Linked DNA regions of Mus musculus: region 1 is linked to region 2. A link is a contact called in public HiCAR-type data. All regions are on one chromosome and are shown on one strand. The core of a region is the stretch at or near the end of the contact, and the rest is flanking DNA. Distances in the headings are between cores, read along the strand shown.

Region 1 (5,879 bases), core at 568-3,067, 2.3 Mb after region 2:
CATCTACTGATGCTGAACACTGGCCATGGAATCCTACACATCCACTTCCCAGTCCATGGATGTCCGCACACCTCCCTGCCTCTGGTCATTTCTCCACATTTACTGACTCTCCCTCTGTTTCCCACCTAGAACAGAAAACCTCAAAGCCAAAGGCCTGCACAGCCACCAAGCAAATAACCCACTCATCAAAAAAGTGATTTCCAGTCCCAACTTTGAAATACGGAAGAGGTCACAGAACCAAAGGAACCTTGGAGATGGTCCAGAGAAGTTGAGCGACTTGCTTCCCAAATTACAGGGATGGCTCCACTAAATTCTTCCCATTAAAAAAAATATTTCAACTCATTCATTAAGTGAATATTAACTAGGCCAGGCACTTGATTGGGTGGATGAGAATGTACACTCAGTACGTTTTAATCTTCCTGGACACAAAACGGTGGGGTGAAAATGTACCTGGGGTGTTTTTTCCAGGGGTGCTGTCTACAAACAAATGGAATAAACGCCCAGAGATGGAGAGTATTGAGCCAGGGAACCTAACCAACCCAAGAGGATAGGTAGAGCACCTATGCTTGGCTCCTGCACTATCAGGCCTTTTAAGGAGGGAAAGGGGTGTTCGCAATAACTCAAGGAATGAATTCAGGGTTCCAGGGTGGCCTGGATGCCAGCACCTGGTCCTGGAGAACGCCCATTTATAGAACATTACAACCGTTTCTGCACAAATTTCAACCAGCCTCTACTCCTAAGACTCACTACAGCTTCGATACACCTCTCTTTCTGTTGTCTTCAGAGGTGGCTTGAGGGTGTGTTAGCTTGCTTGTTTGAATACAGATGGAACTGAGGTGGCCAGCTTCGAGCATGAAGAGTAGAATTTCCTACTCACAGGCACTTCTCGCAGGCCAGAACCTGGAGCAGTCTGCCCACTGACCCTTTCAACCCCTAATCTTTGAACCCGCCTCAGCACAAGACAGAGGAATGTGCAGAAGGCAGCACAAAGCCAGGTAGACTTTCTGGTTTAGCTCACGAGGGACGTAGGTCGGTGCTGTCGCGCAAGGCAGAAAGGGGATACATAAGAGGTGTAACTTAAAGGACTTTTGACGATATCAACTACAGGCAGAGTCCCAAAGCATTTCCAAAAAAAATTACTTGGAAATGTTAGGAGACAAAACTATCAAACTGATTGATGTCTCTATTTTGCGGGAGACTGGAAGCAGCGTTAGGGCGCAGTAAAACCTGACTCCGGAGCAGAGCCTCCATTCGCTCCGGCCGGCGCCAAAGCGTGCTCAGCTGGGCCAGGCGGGAGCCCCGGGGCAGCTCCCACGCACAGCTCCTCGCTCCCGCGCCACCGAGGGCCAGGATCGGGGAAAGGAACGCGCCCGAACCTCCTGGGAGAGGAATGCCCTGGAGCTTATCTTATCCCCTAAGGAATCGCCTATTCCTCCAGCCCGGTCTTAGGAGCACTGAGCCATCCCACTTGGCCGGGGAAGACGATCCTCCCGCCTTCCTCGCCACGCCGCAGCCCGAACGCGAACAGGACCCCGCTTACTTTTGGTGGCAGAGATGAGGTTCTTGCCGTCTTTGATGAGCTCTTTGATGAACTTGTTGGTCCTCTCGAGCTCCGCTTCGTGCGCGCGGATCCTCTCCCGGAACCACGGGCTGTCGAGGTAGCAGTCGCTAAACTCCAGGGGCTGCAGCCCCATGACTGCGGCGGTGCGCGCGGGCGCAGGCCGAGCTGGGCTCCCAGGCGGCGGCAGCGAGCGGCTAGCAGGGCTGAGCGCGCGGCGAGCGCAGCACGGTCATGTCCAGCCCAGCCCAGCGACCCTGGAGAGTACGCGGCGCAGCTCCCCAATCCCGGCAGCCCCCGGCAGCAGCAGAGGCCGCCGCCCGGCCCCGCCCCGCCTCGGGCGCGCCCGCCCCGCCCCGCCCCCGCCCGCACGCCCCTGCTCTCCCGCCCGGGCGCCTTCGGCTCTCCTCCTCCCTGCCCTTCCCCGAACGCCTCTTCCTTCTCTTCCCCACGCGCAGTCGCCCCTCCTCTTCCTTCCGAGGCAGCGGCGATGGAGAACGTAGTCTGTGCCCTCCACCCCCGGACGCCTGCACCTCCCCGATCTCGGCTCACAAGGTCCAGGTGACTCAGGCTGGTCCCCGAAGTGGACGCCTGACCGAACGGGATGGTGGGTTTGTAATAGCAGGCCTCGGTCCCCGAGATCAGACGACTTAAAAGTCGGGGCGGGTGGAAATGATTGACTCATTTTATCTGTGTACCGAAGGAAGGGTGCTTCGCTGTGCAAGGGCTCGCACGCCGGGTGCTCTCTCTCCTTGTCTAATCAGCTGCCTTCGCGGGAATGCTTAACGTCTCCAACTCAGCGTGGACTCTACAGATTCTAGAACATTTTTCTTCGTGTCCATACTGAATGGCTTAGGACAAGGGAGCGTGTGGCTAAACCGCGTTGACCCTGCTTGTGTTCTATTCTGGAGATTAAATTTACACGGGTAGGAGAGGCGATCTGCTAAAAATAGCCCGCCGAAAGTAAATGCCAGACTTTTTGTGGTTTTTCACCATGGGAGGCTGCGTGGACAAGTGTGAATTCGTGTCAGTGCGCCCACAAAACTCCTTTCCTATTCCATGCGTTCTAAAGCAGAACTCAATACCTTCCTCAAATGTATACAGCAAATCTTACACTGGAGACACTTTATCAACTAGCAATTTTTAAGCAATTAACATGTGCCAGGTGCACACATGGCATACATTTTTCACAAACTCACAACACATGTTTACATGTAAAGGTTTAATGATGGTAATAGTACCAGGAAACTTCAAAGTGATTCTTTAAAAACGTTCCGACTGAGTGCAGTAATTAAGAGTTTGTTTGGCCCGTGAGCTGTAGGAGGAGTCTTAACCCTCTGGGAAGCATCTAAATATGCCTACTCTATAAACTCTGTTAAATAACAGCACCATTTGAGTGCCACAGATGAGGCCACTTTAATGTCCATCCTCAGACTTCAAAAGACTTTTACCAATAACTCCTAGGCAGTTTGAAAGGTTCATTTCCTACTAAAATCAGCAAGGAGTCTACCGAGGAAAGAAAGAGGCAAGGGGGAGGGAAAAACTGGAGACTGAATTAGGGCCTGGCAAAAGAGCGAAACACACTCCAGGCTCTGCAGAAACAAAACCCTAAACCCAGGCAGGAATATGGTCTGAGGCTGCAGTAATCCTCGATCCCATAAGCTGAGGCAAGAGGATAGAGAGTTTAAGGCCAACCTGGACTACCTGGTATGAGGCCAGGCAGGGCTACATAGCAAGATCCTGTCTCACAAACAAAGCTGGGGGTGGGGGTGGGAGTGGGGGAGTATTGGCTTGAATAAGAATGATTCCCACACAGGATTGGGCTTCTCTGTTTGAATGTTAGGTCCCTAGTGTGGAACTGTTGGGTGGGGGGGAGGGAGGGGTAGGTGGCATGGCTTTACTGGAAAAGGTTTGCCTGCAGGTTGGCTTTCAGGTTTTAAAAGCCCAAACTGTCTTTCTCTGCCTCATTCTTGTGAATTAAGATGTAAGCTCTCATCTACTGCTCTAGCACCATGCCTTGCTTGCCTGCCACCATGCTAAACGCCATGATGGGCATAGACTAACCCTCTGAAACTGTAAATAAGCCCCCAAGTAGATGTTCTTTTATAAATCACCTTGGTCAGTGTGTCACAGGACTGTAACTAAGTCAACAAGCTAGATTACTCAATGAATAATGTCTGTCTCCAAGCCAACCCACATTGTAGAAAGAGACACCACTCCCAAAAGTTGTGCTCTGGCCTTTATCCACACCTGTGCTTATATGTGCTCTCTCTCTCTCTCTTTCTCTCTCTCTCTCTCTCTCTCACACACACACACACACACACACATACACATGCACACACAAACACACACACACACAAAATAATTTTCTTAAAGCAACTGGGCATACCCTCCAAAAGAAAGATTGCAGAGGCTTCCTCAAAGAGTTCAACATAGAGGATCAATACAGAATGAGCACGAAGGTGGGTGGAGAATGAAAACATCCACTGATAGCCCAAAATGGAGTCAACCCAAATAGCCACCAATGCAAAATTAAGCCACGAGGGAAAAAAGAGAGTCAGGATGCCATGTGCTACAGAACAATGAACTGTGGACTCACAATGCCAAGAGAGCCACCCGTAATGTCATCTGCTCATACAACATATCCAGGTCAGAAAAACTCGCTGAGACAGAACGTGCGTTCGTGGCTGTGGAGAAGTATGGACAGGGCCCAGGTGTGAGGAGCCTCCTAGGCAGGTGTCACCCGTGCTGCTGCAGGCCTTTAAGCATGGTGGTGGTATGAGCTGCCTTGAGATCTCTCTCTTGTAGCTTTATGGAGATTGACAGTCTATAGGAAAGCTATCAGGAAAGAAGTAGCATAGCTTTAACTCTCCAAGGTGACAATGGGGACAGAGCAGTCAGTGCTCTTAACCACTGAGCCATCTCTCCAGCCCAGTAGACAGCCGTCTTAACAATACCATAATGCCTTGGAAAGTGCTATTCTACACTTAGGTAACCTTACGGGGCTGGTGAGATGACTCAGGGGTTAAGAGCAATGTGATCTGATGCCCTCTTCTGGTGTGTCTGAAGACAACTACAGCGTACTCATACACTAAATAAATAGATACATCTTTAAAAAAAAAAAAAAGTATGTAACCTTACGGTATAGCTTGGCTCCCAAAGAGCATTCTGGGGAGAAAAAGGAGAACAGATCAAAGGACCTCAGCCCTAGTGGAGTTAGGCCAGCTTTTCTCAGCCTTTCTATACATATCATTAAAAAAATTTTTTTAAAAATTTTTTTAAAAGCTTTTTTTTTCTTGATCTGGAGAGATGGCTCAGCGGTTAAGAACAGTGGCTGGTCCTCAGAGGTTCTGAGTTTAACTCCCAGCAACCACATGGTTGCTCACAACCATCTATCCTGGGATCTGATGCCGTTTTCAGGCATGAAGCTGTACAAGCAGATATAAAGGACTCATATACATTAAATAAATAAATAAATCTTTTTTTTAAAAAGGATTTTTTTTCAACTCTTTGGCCAGAACTTAGTCATGTAGACACATGTTTTGCTGCAATGGAAAATGTAATATTTTATAAGCTAAGGGGCCCCAGAGTAAAAGGGACAATAAATAGTTTCTAACACAGACTGACATTTTTATGAGTGTTATACTTAAGTTATAGCTATGCCAAAAATAAGTGATGGAATGGGATGAAGGAGTGCTCACTGGGAATCTCTCAGAGCCCCTGAGGCTGGGTCTCACAGAACAAACACACAATAGCAATGAGGAAAATACAAAGAGGCTTCTGCACGGAGAAGGTGTCGTTGATCCAGCTTCCTCCCTCTGCAGCTCTCATCACGGTCAGCCAGCAGCACTGACTTCAGCATCTAGAAAGCTTCCTTCACGGAACCAAAATGCCTTCCACATTGCCAGACACCCAAGAGCTTTGCCTTTCATTAGCTCGAGGGATGACCCCACTACGACTCATTCATTCCTAATCACACCGGCTTAGGGGAGCAGCATTCCCTTACACAGGAGAGGCTGGCCATTCTCTCAATTACTGTGGAAAAGAGGCAGGTGATGCCAAGCAGCCCATTGCACTCAATGGCCCTTGTGCAAACAAGGACAGGCTAGCCTACCAACAGGTAAACCAGATGAACAATGGATCAGTGGATCATTAACAGTATTCAATAAAAAGTACAACATTGATGCTTGTGAGAAGAAAGAAGTACTTAAGCACACTGAGTTGCATATCTAAAAATCATTGAGGTGGCACACACTTTCTTTTGTTATCTTACCACCATAAGAAAGAGCATAGTGATAGAGCTTAAAAGAGCCCCTCGTCC
Region 2 (6,177 bases), core at 3,446-5,945:
TTCCCTATCAGGAGTCCTCCATGCAAAAGCCAGGTGCAGAGATCCCACAAGTCTCTGGAACTACAGATCAGTAGCACAGGCAACAGGCAGCATACAGGGTAGGAAGTGACGACTAGGGAGGTTAAATAGCTGACTCAAGGGGTACACAGCAATGTTGTCTTGCTGGGATCCTGATGAGTTGGAGTTTGTAGGGACCATGAGACTCATGGGGGCTGGAAAGGTTCACTATGCAGTCAGTTGGAATAGAAGGGAGGGTGCATGGCTTTCCTGTTGCTTCCTGGTGCAGGGCATTCCTCTGCCATTTGTCCTCCACTCTGGGAATGTGTGAAGGACCTACAAGGCTGCACAGCCAGTCCACCAGTCATTGCTCTTTGTACTGACATCTGACCCAGAACTGTGATCACCAATTTATCTACCTTTGCCCAAGTTCAAAACTGCTTCATATGCCTAGCCAGGAGGAATGGCTGTCCATATGGCTGTCCAGCAAGAAGACTGTGCCCTCAGTGGGAAGGAGCACTGTGCTGGGAGTCAGCTCTGCTCTCAGAAGTTAGCTCTCAGCAGGTGATGAACTGGGTTAAACTACAAACAAGGTCTTTGCACAACAAGAAGGCTGGGCTGAGTGGCCTCCAAGGCATTGTGGTTCTGCCCGACCAGAGGTTCTCAGTCTGGAACATATATCCAAGACCTCAGGAGGGCAGGTACCTCACAGTAGGCAGGTGTATGGGACTGGATTCTTCATCTCCAGCAATGCCCAACTGGTCCAGGTTTCTGCATCTTAAGAAAGGCTGCTCCAGCAAACCTGGCTGTGCTGGCTATGTGCTGGGATCATTGGGGGATTTGTCCAATGCCAGAACAGTTAAATTAGCTGTGGAGCTGTGTGTGCATGTGTGTGTGTGTGTGTGTGTGTGTGTGTGTGTGTGTGTGTGTGTGTATGTGTGTGTGTGTGTGAGTTGGAGATGAGGCATGTGTCCAAAATGTAGAAAGATACTTAGTTTATAAGGAAGTCAGACTGGTGCAGACCATTCTATGGTTTATTCTAATCCAATCCCATGAAGTCACTACTATTTTAACACCTACTCCAGAGGTTTAAAGAATCTGGTATCACCAGGTGTGGTGGTGCAGCCATTGGTTCAAGAATTCAGGAAGCAGAGGCAGGCATCTCTCTGTGAGTTCTAGGCCAGCTAGGACTTCATAGAGAGACACTGTCTTAAAACAAACAAACAAACAAACAAACAAACAAACAAACAAACAAACCTAAAGACTCTTCCAAACCCCCTCTCTGCTCAAGAAAAGGTCAGATGTTGATGGGGATGGGGTTAAGAGGACCAGGAGGTTCAGACCATCGGAAATACTGGAAGAAAGCAGTGTGGGTGAAACCCTTTGGGAGTGTGCTTTGAAGGATGTGTAGTGTTCAACCTTGGGAAAGTGTTATAGTGATGGTGGGGACCCATGCACACAAAGCTTGCAATAGTGACACCCTGCTTCTTTTTAGGAACATGGGAGTAATGAGATTTGTCTTGTGGGTCAGGTGGAGAGGCTTAGATTTAATATCTCAGGTAATGAGGAGCTCTGGAAAAATCCTTGAGCAAGGGTGGAGTTTTAAGAAAAGGTTTTAGCATGGCCCACAGAATGAATTAAGCAGGACTCATAGGGGCTCACAGATACTGGAGTGACAAGTCAGGAGTTGGCAGTAGGTCCTCTGCATACATGCTGGGGTTGTTTAGCGTGGGACCCTAACAATAGGAGTGGGGTGTCTCTGACTTATGTCTGCTCTTGTGACTTTCCCTCCTACTGGGTAGTCTTGCCCAACCTGGATATGACAGTTTGTGCCTAGTTTTATTGCATCTTGTTATGTCATGCTTGGTTATATCACTGGGAAGCCTGCTCTTTTCTCAAGGGAAATGGAGGAACAGTAGATTGGGGGGGGGGGGAAGAGGAGTGATGCGGAGGGGGGTAGAGAGGTTTGGTGGGAGGTGAGACTGTATTTGGAATGTATTGTATGAGAGAAGAATAAATAAATTTAAAGTGTGTATGTGTTAAAAAGAAGTTTTAGGTTCAGGGAAGAGAGGGAGCCTTAGGGAGTACAAAGGAGGAGGAGGCTTCAACACGTGGTCCATCCGGAGAGACCTGAGTGTAGGGAAGGGGACGAACTTGGGTACATGTTGGTGGGCTCCATGAAGTGTTCCTGGATGTGGAAGATTTCTGTGCACCTGCCTGGTAGCTGAGCTAATTTTTTTTTTTTTTTTTAAACCAGGCTGAAGCAGGGTCAGGTGGGTCCCCAGGGCCAGGCAACAACATGTGCATTGCCAGCCCAATGTGGATCTGGATCTGGTCACTGGGGTGTGACCCACTCATCGAGGAGGACTTGGCTGAAAGCCCAAGGATTGGGTTCCTGTGCCAGCTCAGAGCTGGCCACCTGCCACACTCCCAAGTGGAGGGTGGAAAGTTGCTTGGTGGCCTGAGTCCTCCCAGCTGCAGCCTTCCAGCTGAGGCACCCTGCTCTGGCTGCCTCCTGCTGCCAAGCTCACAGGCTCTGTGCGTCAGGCCCAGTGCAAACTCTCCGGGCTAAAGCTAGTTCCTAGAAGTCAAGTCTGGTTTGGGAAAGGGCACAGGACTAGGATTTTGCCATTTGTTTGCTACTGGTGACCTTGGGCAAGTCTCTTAGCTACATTGAAGCCTAGACTTAGGCCTTAAACCCCGGCCCAAGGGGACCGGCAAACCACCTCTTCCTGGCCCCTCCCCCATCCCGATGCATCTTCTCTCATATAGTATTCCTGGAGGATGTCAAGATACTTTAATGTTTGATGAGCAACCCATTTCCTGTGTTTTAAGCCCAAGGCCATGTTAACGATTTTGTTACTCAATGGACTTGGCAGTATTGATGCTCATTCAAAAATAACCCAAGCATGGACCAGAGACTTCCACAACTGGTCCAGGGAGGAACATTTGGGTGGTGAGCGACAGAACTGGAGCACAGAGCTCTCACCCAGGCTTTCCTGCCTATGACACACACAGCTCCCAGAGAAGGCTGTCCCACAAAGGAGACATTCCCTATGCGCAGGACCAGGAATTGAAGGGAACACAGCACCTACTTCTTTCTGGTCCACCTAAAGGAGTCCGTAGAAAAATGTCTGCTTTGGGCGAAAGAACTTCCACCCCTTCCAAGCCTCGCCCGCACATCTCCCTGGATAAAGGCAGGCTCCAGCTGCAGTTCAGAGGCCTTGCTTTGTTTTCGGGCTTGTTTTATACTAACCTTCTATTTATGGCCTGGGACACAGGCTTCCCATGTAAGGCAATGACATTAATGAGACTGAAAAATGTGTTGGGGGTAGCGGGTCTTGGATTAAAGAAAACATTAAGAAATATGTGGCCCGTGGAAGCAAGAACGCCTGATGTCTGGCTTGGTTCAAAGCGCTCCCTAGGATAGCACGCTCTGGCTCTGTCAGGGACGGGAAGACTAGGTCCCACCAAGCCAGAGGAGGTCTCTCCATAGAGTTCACTCTGAGCTGCTTCCATTACCCAAGGTGATTCAGGGCCCCTCGTGGCTGCACGTGTGCCGCCCATGTGCTCCGCAGGCCAAGCGTTCGCAATGGAAGCCGCGGCCTGGACCGGGCTCCCGGCGAACGTAGGTGGGCATCGGAGGGGGTGGAGGTTCGCTCAGGGCGAGGTTGGGAGGTCAGGAGCGGGTTCCCACAGTTTGGGCTGGCTTGCGGGCGAGTGCGTGCTCAGTGTCAGCCTCCCAGGCCCGTGCCTTACGGTCTTCCGGTCACGGTGCGCGTGGCCGAAGCCTCGGGATAGCCCTCCTCCCCCGCGGCCCCAGCCCCACGCGCCCGGGCACGCGTAGCCGCAGATTGCCGCGGCTCCTAGACTGGGGTGGGGCGGAGGCGGGACCTGGCCGCGGGACCCGCCGCTGATTGGCTGCTCATGGCGGGGGCGGGGTGCAGGCGGCAGAGCCCAGGCGGCGGCGCTGGGCAGGTGGGCTCGGGACGTAGCGCGCGCCAGGGCCCGAGGTAGGCGTAGGTTGCGCATCTGGAGCCCGAGCTTGAGCCACCGGGAGAGCACGAGGGAGGAACCCACCCTAAGAAACTTCTCCTCGCTTGGGGAGAGGAGGCACAGTGCGGAGCGACGTGGGCTTCAGGCGAAGTTGGAGCTGCTGAGCTTCGGGGCGGCGTTCGAGGCCCCCTCCCACTTGCGCGCTGAGCGCAGCTAGCGGCGTCGGGCGAGGAGCAAGCGGCGGTCCTTTCCGCGAGGGTCGGCTGCCCGACTGAGGGCAGCCGGGAAGGACGGCCCGGCGCACAAACCCCTCTACCCTGCACGCGGCCACCCGCTTTGCGTCCAGAGAAGGAGGTAACGTAAGCTGCCAGGCGGGTTCGTAGGCCGATCGTCACCCCCAAAAGTCCTCCTGAGTCTCCGGGGTTCGCTTCTATATCCCCGGAGTCGTGCCCCTTCCCCTTCAGCGCGGAGCTCCAGGCGGGGGCACCCCGTACTGGACGTCCCCAAACCTTCGAGCACCTGGCTCAACCGGAGTCCCCCCTGTCGGGGCAGGGCAGGGCCGCCGGCGGCGAGCCGGAGCCAGCCCAGCGCCCCAGCCCCGCCGAGCCCTCGGAGCCCACCCATGGGTCATCATCCCCTGATCCGCGGGCCTCCTCGCCCTGTCGCGCTCAGCCCAGCTCCGGGCGCCGCGCGCAGGAGGATCCGTACGCAGTGACCCTGGAGCCCCCGCAGACGCCGGGAGACTCAGCGGTCGGAGCGGCAGGCGGCTCCCCGCACCTCCAGGAGCTTCCAGGGAGCCCTCCAAGCCGTGCTCGGGGTCCGTCCCGCTGTTCTCAGGTAAGGGAGACATCCCAATAGAACAGGAGAGGTAGCTAGGTGGAGTGGGGCAGCCGGCTCAGTAGAGGGACGCAAGCTCGGTGACGCTGGCATTTTATGACAAAGGAAACTTAAACTGTACCCTCTACGTGCTGAGATGCTTTATACACGTAGAGCATTAAGCTCACTAGATGCCTAGCCTACTACCTCTGGTGGTCTTTAGCCCCTTACATAGCGTAGGAAAGTGGATTTATTGAGCTCTTGTGTGCTCCGTTTGTCCCTGGGAGCTTTCTTTTAGACCAAGAGACAGTCCACTTTAAAAGGAGGAAACTGAGACTCAAGAGGAAGAGGCAGTTACCCTCCCTAGATAAAACCTCAAGCAAGAATGATCAGGGGTCCTTTAACCTATCCTAGCGTCCCTTGAGCTTTGGAGCATTTCCTGCAATGTTTCCTTGCTACCATGGTTTCCTGAACTCAAGTGGCCAGTGTGTGGGGCCTCTGAGCCACACTCTCTTGCCCACCTCTGCCACCAGTCCACGAAGGATGAGGAAGGGTATTGGATTGTCCTGGACCTCCTGGAAGCTAGACTAGGGTCTGGAGCAACGACCGGCTTTGGACTCTCTGATTCAGGTTCCTCCTAAGCCTCAGAGGGACAAAAAAGAGTCCCTGCAAGTCGTCCACGGGGCTGGGAGCAGCCGGGTGGCTCATGACTACTCAGAGAGACTGCCCAAAGAAAAGAGTCTTGTATTGGAAAGGTTTCTGGGTACCTGACCGTGTTGCGTTTGTTTCTACCCAACGTTTAACAGAGAGGTGAGCTGAGTGCACAAACCAGATCACTCAGAGGTTCTGTGCTGACACAGCTGATCATCCAGAAACAGATGCCCCCTGTTCTCTGCCCTCCTGACATCCCCAGGATGGGAAGGGTGGCTTTGTAAAGCTCCTGAGACTCCCCAGAGCCTAGGGGAGGAGTCAGGACTACAGCGTGTCAGTCCTAAGAGGCTTGGGATGTGCACACAGGTGTGGCAGGTAGTGTAGTGAACCTGGCTCTGGGGTGCACCCAAGGAACTCATCCTGACCAATCTGTACCTGTTCAGCTCCCATCAAGCACTGGGGCAGACACAAGGGTGAATGGCCCACAGTTGCACTGCTTGTGAGCTGCTGGCAGGGTATGCAGAGTCCTGGGCAGGATGCCACCCCAGCTGCCTAGAGGGAGAGAGGAAACAGGACTATAACATGGATCACAGAGTCATTCCCTGTCCAGTGCCAACTGGGGCTCCACTGAGTCAGAGCTATTAGGAGAAGACTAGTTGAAGCCACTAGAGGGGTGGGAGTGGTGTTTTGAAGAGGTGAGATTGGACTCGGGCAGCC

What was found. HiCAR-type assays count read pairs that join an accessible place to other places.
Region 1: a contact with region 2 is called in a HiCAR-type map of astrocytes, with 7 times the contacts expected there. The contact joins the promoter of Arhgap10 here to the promoter of Rasd2 in region 2. A contact is called at or near these places in 2 of 39 promoter capture datasets (liver and stem cell-derived epiblast-like cells), 1 of 484 Hi-C or Micro-C datasets (embryonic stem cells) and 1 of 115 datasets of contacts at active chromatin or transcription factors (astrocytes).

What each region holds. Positions count from the first base shown.
Region 1 is chr8:77,516,090-77,521,968 of GRCm38.p6, forward strand. It overlaps Arhgap10 (Rho GTPase activating protein 10), which reads right to left and starts at 1,818. Exons shown (of 23, transcript NM_030113.2): 1 at 1,541-1,818. The coding sequence starts at 1,694. 0610038B21Rik (RIKEN cDNA 0610038B21 gene) reads left to right here and starts at 967. Exons shown (of 1, transcript NR_028125.1): 1 at 967-2,489.
Region 2 is chr8:75,209,249-75,215,425 of GRCm38.p6, forward strand. It overlaps Rasd2 (RASD family, member 2), which reads left to right and starts at 4,696. Exons shown (of 3, transcript NM_029182.1): 1 at 4,696-4,830.